Linked DNA regions of Capsicum annuum: region 2 is linked to region 1. A link is a contact called in public Hi-C data. All regions are on one chromosome and are shown on one strand. Each heading gives the region's core, a stretch centred on a gene start, on an enhancer-like site or on the middle of the called end of the contact. The rest is flanking DNA. Distances are from core to core; before and after follow the strand shown.

The links. Hi-C and Micro-C count contacts between places; a contact is called where the count stands out from the background.
Region 2: a contact with region 1 is called in a Hi-C map of leaf, with 2.5 times the contacts expected there. The contact joins the promoter of LOC107865905 here to the enhancer-like site in region 1. A contact is called at or near these places in 3 of 5 Hi-C or Micro-C datasets (bud, leaf and pericarp).

Annotation. Positions count from the first base shown.
Region 1 is chr3:256,033,533-256,038,002 of UCD10Xv1.1, forward strand. It overlaps LOC107868160 (rRNA biogenesis protein RRP5), which reads left to right. Exons shown (of 37, transcript XM_047408768.1): 33 at 521-617; 34 at 717-872; 35 at 960-1,190; 36 at 1,273-1,356; 37 at 1,478-2,043. The coding sequence ends at 1,585. Among protein-coding and RNA genes, the nearest start is that of LOC124897472, 5.1 kb to the left of the region's middle. Within about 2 kb of position 2,114, at least 4 of the 5 cell types and tissues checked have an H3K27ac peak or open chromatin away from gene starts, as enhancers often do. A contact at or near this core is called in bud and leaf, where this site is marked.
Region 2 is chr3:256,082,162-256,086,631 of UCD10Xv1.1, forward strand. It overlaps LOC107865905, which reads right to left and starts at 2,119. Exons shown (of 5, transcript XM_047409853.1): 1 at 943-2,119; 2 at 216-354; 3 at 45-70. The coding sequence starts at 1,083. It overlaps LOC107862280 (probable LRR receptor-like serine/threonine-protein kinase At1g74360), which reads right to left. Exons shown (of 2, transcript XM_016707797.2): 2 at 2,257-4,470. The coding sequence ends at 2,469.

The DNA.
Region 1 (4,470 bases), core at 864-3,363:
AAAAAGAATGACCAGCTAATATGAAATAAGTGTTGCCACAGGACAGTGAAGGAATAAGTGTCTGCAATTTTATTCATCACGGTTAGGCATAAAGCACCTGTTGCTTAATATGAAAGCCCTCTCTGTAGTTTGTTTTGAGTCGACTACACCTCGTGAGCAACCAACCACATAAAACAGCTAACTTCATAAGGGCTTCTAGACTTGCACTATTTTTTCCATGACCAGCTAATAGGATTGTTCCCTTGACTGTCAATCTAACATCACATTTTGGGAAAAACTATCTTGGGCAGGTGTGTGCCATCACATTTAAGTTGCCTCAGAAGATATGTGTGATCTATATGGCTCAAGTATAACACTTTGCTCCAAAAGGTTCCTTGCATGGAACAACTAAAAGAACCAATGAGGTGCAAACAAATGCACAACTCATGTTTGATTTAGCGTTTTTAGGTACTATTGAGTTGCAAAATGTGATGGAAAATTATGTATGACTTGTTAGTTGTGTCTTGATTCTTTTCTCAAGGGCCTTGAGGACGATAAATGTGCGAGAAGAGTTGGAAAAGCTGAATGTTTGGGTTGCTTACTTTAATTTAGAAAACGAGTATGGAAATCCACCAGAGGTCAGCAAAACAATGATATTGACCCATTTATGTTCGTTATATTTCACTTTGCAATTCAAGTATTTGCCTCTGAATCCCATATCCTTGATTACGCCCCAGGAAGCTGTTGCAAAAGTATTCCAAAGAGCATTGCAGTATTGTGATCCCAAAAAAGTGCATTTGGCCTTGTTAGGAATGTATGAGAGGACTGAGCAACACAAACTCACAGATGAACTTCTTAACAAGATGGTCAAGAAGTTCAAGCATTCGTGCAAGGTAGTGACACCTAAGAGTGGTTTGGGAAGTGCTTTGGTTGATCCTTATTTAACTATTGCTAACTCTTTGTGTCCTCTTTGCATTTAGGTTTGGCTCAGGCGTATTCAGTGGCTATTGAAACAAAACCAAGATGGAGTCCAGTCAGTGGTGAATCGTGCTTTGCTAAGTCTTCCTCCGCACAAACATATTAACTTTATTACACAAACAGCTATTCTAGAGTTCAAGTGTGGAGTTCCTGACAGGGGTCGCTCCTTATTTGAGAAAATGCTTCGCGAGTATCCAAAGAGAACTGATCTGTGGAGCGTTTATCTTGATCAGGTACTGTATTGAACTGCACTATTGTGTGGGTGAAGAAAATCGTTTTTACAGTACATGACTCACAACTAAATCAAATGAACAGGAGATTCGACTGGGAAATGCAGATGTGATCCGTGCCTTATTTGAAAGGGCAATTACTCTTAGCCTTCCACCCAAAAAGATGAAGGTGATTATATATATTTTCAATACCCTGGAATATTTGTCATGATGTTTCTTTCAGTTGGTTTTCTTGTTTTAAGATGGTGCCCTATCCGTTTTATTAATGGCCTATGATATCTGGAGTGCAGTTCCTCTTTAAAAAGTATCTTGAGTATGAAAAGACGCTTGGTGATGATGAACGAATGGAGGCTGTGAAAAGGAAAGCAATGGAATATGTTGAGAGTAGTCTTGCATGAATTAAATACAGCAGTCGTGGAGATACTGGAATATCTTGACATGGTTCAGAGTCCTTCATAGTGCTGGAGAACAGATTTTCACATGGTATTGTTCAGAAATTACCTTGAGGTTGAAACTGTCTGCTGTTTGGGACGTACAAACATGACTAACTGTGGCAAGAATCTGTTGAAAGTAATGTCCCCAGCACTAGAACCAACTTCTCTTGTTGGAAGTAAGTTGAGTGATTGAAATAGAGTTCGGAGACTGAAATGCAAGTTTTGAAACATGCTAGACGGCAGAGAAGCATGCGGCTTCATTTTTGTTACTGTGTAAAAGAGTAATTTTTGGAACGAACAGAGAAATTGTGGTGTAAAGAGAATCTCAGTTTTATGCAAGGGGGATATGATATTCTGTTAGGCGTTTGTGTATGAATATGAATTTTAGCAATGATAATGAATCCATTTTTAACGCTTGTAAATTTTCTTACGCAATTCCAGTAGGTGATCTCCCCTGTTTCTAAATGTCAAAATGTTGTTGAGAAAGGACTATGTTTTTCCTACATCTATTATCTACCAACACGGATTGTGATGGAGTGGTAAGTACGCTATTTTTATTCAGAGGTTTCTGGTTCAAGTTTCCCTAGGTACGGAGTAGCCTTTGTTAGGGAGCGCTTACACCTAATGTCGGTCTTCCTGGAGTGAATTTAGATTTAGTTGAGAGATCCATTGTGAGTATTGTACCGGGTGGAACCCCCCCCCCCCCAAAAAAAAAAAAAAACAAGCTTGTCTACTATATCAAGTCTTGAAATTGCAATTATCTATTTTATGTCCTTTTGATTGAATTTCCTAAAATTAATTTTTAAAAAATGTTTGAAAATATATGCCTTTAAGGAGAAGCCATCATTGTTATTTTCTGTGTTATGCCTAGACGTCAATTTGTCTTATGGCTAGCACTTCACCAGACTAACTGTTGAGAGACTGAGCAAATGGGGTATTATGGTGAATGGAGACTCTCTATTGTGTGAAGAAGAAATATTGGACTCTCTCAATACTTATCTGGGTTTCGAACGCAAGTACTCCAAACTTGTGTGGCAAGGGCTGAAACAATGGCTAGGGGTTCAAGGTAAAAGTGTAGGTTGGGATCATGAAATACTTAGTAACAGGGTAAAGCGACATAATCCAAGAACTGCAATTTTGGGCTTCCTGTTTGCGGCAGTAGTGTATCAACTTTGGATGGAGAGGAACAATCGAAGGTTCAACTCAAAGAAGAAATCTCACAAGCTACTTGTTAGAGATATTGTGTTGCAAGTGCATATTGTTGGACAAAGAAACTGTGAATGGGCTACATGCCTTCGAAGTTTAGATCGTTTCCATAGATGTAAGCCTAGTCGTCAATCCAGGTGAGACACTGATAGAAATTAGGACGCAGAAGAGATAGAGAAGGAAATATTATTGGTTAAATGAAGTGCAAGGATCTTAAACATTATATTAACCAATAACCAAGTCCGTATGGAGTGGACAGATCTCCAGATATAAAGACAATGATAATATTTTTTCTTTTGTTCTTAGAACTCTACCAGATTCTTCTATTTAAACTAAGACATAAGCAGTTACTGCTATAGATAACTACTATAGATAATTACTGACAACTACTAATAGATAACAACTAACAACTACTAATGGATAACTGCATCCATCCTATCTGAAACTAAGGAACTAAGTTACATTATCTCCATATGTTAAAGCAGCAGTCTTATCAGACACTTCTCTTTCTTTGTTAGGTTGTACAAAATACTTACCGGTTGAATACAATTTTTGTTTAGCCCCCCCTACCCCCCCACCCCCACCCCCCACCCCCGAAAAAAGAAGTAAAAAGAGCAATAAAACAACACTATACATCCCTTAATATATTGGTAACTTTTCTTTAGAAATGATATGCTTAAATTAAGAGTTACTACAATTTTAATCATTATTATTCTACATGATTGAGTAAAAGGGCTCTTAAGGAATAAATACTCACATAGATAGAGTGTCATGACCTGAACCAGGGCCTAGTCGTGACGGGTATTTCAAGTCCATTATGGGTCGGAGACCACCCCTTAGCCTAACCTCAAGAGCACAATAATCATAAAAATAAAGCGGAAGCCAATCAAACCAATAATAATAGTAATAGGAATAGATGAATCAAATGACGGTTCAAATAATTCAAATAACAATTCACCCACACTTGTCCACGATAGCTTCTAAAACCAGAATAGCAACTAAGTTAATAAAAGAAATCAGTGAAATGCCATGGCCTTTCGAAGGATGGAATTTCACCACTTCACATCAACTCAACAAACGCACCACTGATTTGAGGTGGATTTATGCACCTCAGTTTTTCTATCCGGGCTTATTTAGCCTTGTTTTGAGGACTTCACTTGTGCTTAATGAGTAAATCTTTGTATAATTGAGAATCTAAGTGTTAAAATACTTGATTACAATGTATAAGGTGTCTTTAAAACAAGTTTGTAATTAATTTGGTCACTTAGAGTTTAGACGAGAAAACTAGTGTTACTAACTTGAGCTGTGTGTTGTTCTAGTTGATCTCGATAGATTATAGTGTGTGTAATGAGTTAGTAAGGATATGATTGTGTCATAATATGCGTAATAACTTTTTTATAGTGTTTATGGTTCAATTGAAACAAGTCAAGAGACAAAACAATTCGTTAAAGATCAAAAGGATAAAACTAGTATTCTTAGCTTAAGTGTCTAGTTCACCGTCTTGGATTGTATGTGGTTTTGAGCTCTAATTCGTGGTGTTTGATTCTATAGGATTCTTGGTGAGTTTATCATGATTATATATGGATTATACAAAAGCTGGAAATCAAGTGAAAATATCACCACAAGGCTTGGAATGGATGGAC
Region 2 (4,470 bases), core at 869-3,368, 49 kb after region 1:
TAAATAGATCAGGGAAGGGAAGGGAAGGGAGGCACAGCACTTACATTTGAATTGCTCCTGGAGGTGGTACCTGACAGAGTGAAAGGAATAAAACATGTTAAAAAGAGCGGCAATAATACTGTACAGTGTGTGCCAATGAATGTAACAACATTCTGCAGAAATTGCTCTGATAATTTGGTTAAAAAGAAAAGAAAAGAAAAGAAAAGATGAATTACCTCTAGCATTAATTTGTTCATCAGATTCAAATGTTTCCTGTGAAACTTTGACATATTTACAGGTGGTTGTTTGGCTGCAATCTAGTATTCCACCAGTGGATCTGTTTCTCTTGGAAATCAAAGCTTTCCATCGTTTTTCCTAAAACTTACAATGATGTTCTGTTAGAAGACTCGAATCTATGACACTAGAGTTAATTCACAGGATCAATCGAACAAAAACTAGTTTATATGTATCGATGATCAAGTCTTGTAACATATGTAAGATACAAGGAGTACACAGATTTTATCATTACCCAAGATACAGTGTACCTTTTGGTAACAAAATTATATACAGCAACAACATACAGTGAAGAAAACATGACAGCGAATAAGGAAAACAGTGCACAGCATTCGCGAAAGGAACAGTAACAGCAACAAATTAGTGTGATAAACCAAACCACTATAAATAATAGATGGTAACAGATATCAAAAGCAAGAAACTACGGCTAATACTATGAGTCTACTACAGACAGTACCAAGCCTATATCTGTCGAAAAGCAAGACATCGACCTCCACACTCTCCTATCTAAGGTCAATGTCCTCCGTAATCTGAAGTTGAGACATGTCCTCACTAATCATCGAGAGTATTGATACATATCAATTGTCATGCACTTAGATGAATCAGGTAATGCGTTCGCGGAATTTATATATAGAAGAAAATGGATAGAAAATTAGAAACAAGACTTACCTCTAAGGGAAAAATATCAGTATTAGCATCATGATCCGGAAATAAATTTGCAATCTTCTGTTTATATTCTAACTCACGCTTAATTGCATTCTCCATTCTCTTATCTTCTTCATCCATTACCCTGCATCGATTATATGTCATGTCTAATTAATCATATCGATCAGCAAATATGAAGTTACTACTAACTAAGGATTTCAACCGATAGCGGCAGAGCTAGGATTTTCATCAAGGGAATTCAAAATTGAAAATTAACACGCGAACAAGCAGAGGAGTTCAACATCTACTATAGACACAAAAATTAATTTTAACCCCTCGGCCATACCTGACGCCGCCCCTGTCAACAGAATGCAAATTCAGGAAAAAGAGTTCACAACAAATAAACTGTAAGGAAGATCAATGAATGTTCCTCACTCCATTAAATTGGAGATTATTATTATGAAGGACATTATTGTTAACTAAATGATCATGCGCTAATTGTGCATTTGGTACAAATATCCTGGAAAACAATATATGTCCATTTTTTCATGCTTTATGGTAGAGAAGAATATTTTTTTTTGATTTGTTGAATATTTTAGAAACTAGTATATATTTTAGAAAGAACAAAAAACATGTTGTGAAGACCATTATATAATTTTCTTTAATTATGGGGATTAGATGGGATATATTTATATAGTTGTATTTGAACCCTGCTACTGTAATTTCACTATGAATGTCATGAGTCCATCAAATATGTATACTTACTTCACTGGAGAACTAGTGAAGATATTTAATGCATTAGAATAGTACATCCACTTCAAATGTTCATGATTACTCCATGATTTGACTCCACTTAGTCGTTAAATTTTGATTAATTTAGCTACTGTTATAAGTAGATGATCTTAAATTTTGGGGACAATAACCATGTAATTTTCCAAGTGCTCATGTTTTTTTCTTTGACGCCATCCACTATGAAAAAGACTTGATGACCTAATTAATTAACAACAAATTCCGTGTACTAGATAATTATGATGATCACCTTAATTAATCATGCAATAATCCATAACATAACTGGAGTTTTACATTTGCCTTATAGGTGAGTTGGTGAGTCAATACTTGTCTCCTTCACTTGCTTTTACTTGGATTAACATTTCTTTTCATCTATATGTAGCCTTATCCTGCATTTCTGCAAGAGGTTGTTTCCACGGCTAAAGAAGATTTAAGTAGCACTATTTTCCAAGTTACCACATCATGCTTAATATGGAGAGTTAATTCTTGTTGTATTATAGTATGATAGTGTAAGAATTCTTTACGATGCACAAAACACAAACTCAAAGGTTAAAACTTTCCATAGGAAATCTTTGAAAACTTAATTCACATTTCAACTCTTATGATCTTAACAAAAATTTTATGTGATCCTAGCAAATCATAATTGCCAAAACAAAGAATCTAAACAAGTTTTTACAAGAAGAATGTGAGATGTGTATGTTACAAATGTGTAAAAATCTATTGACACTTGGCTGTGTAATTTGAAACAAAAAAAAAGTTCATCAAAATGAAGGAGAAGTGCAACGGCTGGATCCTGATCTGTGGCTGCGAGGAATGGCGATCAACATGTCCAATACTTCCTTCATATTTGGCCTAGCATGAGGACTATCAGCAGTGCACCTTATTCCTATTCTAAGCAATTCACACAATTCTTCTGCTCCCTCTGCTAGGCCAGATACCAAAAGAGACACAGGTATAATGGCTCTGGTGAACCCTTGCCTTCCGTCTCCCATCACTCGTTTCGCCCATTCAACTAGGCATTCCTCGCCTCCATCTACAGCGCGTCTCCCTGTGGCTAGCTCCATGGCCAGGACTCCATAACTGTAGACGTCGCCTTTTGTTGTAGCCTGCCAAGTTTGCCCGTATTCTGGTGCAACGTACCCGATTGTACCAGCAACCATTGTGCTAACATGACTATCTCCAGCATCCATGACCCTAGCTAGGCCAAAATCTGTGACTCTTGCTCTTCCGTCTTTGTCTAGCAGCACGTTGCTAGCCTTGACATCTCTGTGGACGATACAAGGGTAGCACTCGTGGTGTAAGAAGACTAAAGCATGTGCCACATCAATTGCCACGTTAATTCGTCTCTTCCATGTGAATTTGGTTGTATCTGTGATAATGTCATCTAAGCTTCCACCTCCCATGTATTCATAGACTAACAATTTCTCTGATCCGTTAAGGCACCAACCATAAAGTGTCACAAGATTTGGATGCCAACCAAAGTCATTTCCACTTAGTACTTCCATTTCAGCTCTAAACTCTCTTTCCCCTTCAATTCCCTCCCTTTGTAGCTTTTTCACTGCCACTTGCCTTCCATCTGGCAAGACTCCGCGATACACTGTCCCGAATCCTCCCTTCCCTATAATTCTGTCATTCGAGAATCTGCCTGTGGCCTTCAAAATGTCAGAATGTGTGAAGCTTGTTCTGTCCAAACGGATAACCTTGACATCATTAGACAACCATGGTGAGGATGCACCTGAACTCGATGCCAGATCATGTCGGCCCTTTGAATCCTCCAGTAGGTATCCTGGTGTGTCTATCGGAGATTTTAAAATGAGGCAGACAACGAGTGTCATAAGTCCACAAACAACGAAAGCCAGCACCAAAGCCAAGAATACCAAAATTGCACCAACTTTTGTAGGCCTTTTGAAACTTCCACCCTTGTTTATAGCAGCATTCGTAGAGTTGTCAATGAAAGATGGAAGGCGCAACAATGGATCGCCAAGATATGATGACTTCTCAAACGTGGCTAATTGCCCACTTTCTGGTATAGTACCATAGATGTGCTCGTTGTAAGAGACGTTGAACTTGCTCAGATCAGACAATTTATTAAAACTAGCTGGGAATAGACCAGAGAAATTGTTGTAGGACAGATCAAGAATCTGTAAGCACTTAATGTATCCAATCTGGCTCGGAATCTCACCAGATATTCTGTTCTTTGAAACATTCAGGACTACAAGTTGCATTTGTCCAATCTCTGAAGGGAGCGGCCCAGCGAATTCATTTACACCCAAATGAAGCATACTGAAATTCTGCATGCTGCCAATTTCAGGCGGGATCCCACCAGAAAATTTGTTCATGCTAAGTTGAAGATAGCCTGATATCTGATAAGAACGAACATTACTACCCACTTCACACACTGGAAATAAACCATACCCCTTGAGCAATTTATCCCATAGGCTTCTACAATTCTTCCGGGTAAGGAGAGGATATACAAAGCTAAATGGAGGATAATCAGCTGGTATCCACCTCTTCATAGCGAAGCACTCCCCCGAGCCAGCAGTGACCTTATCCTTTGCCCTATTCGACAAGAAAGTAGGCATTGGATTTGAGCCAATTCTTGCTAACTGAGGTGGAATTGGCCCTGAAAGTTGATTGTTTGCAAGATTCAACCACAATAAGCTACTGCAATTTCCCAACTCAGGTGGGATGCCACCGGTCAGTGAATTGTTAGCAAGCATCAGCCACAAAAGTGAGGTTAGCTTCCCTAAGCTTGGTGGTATC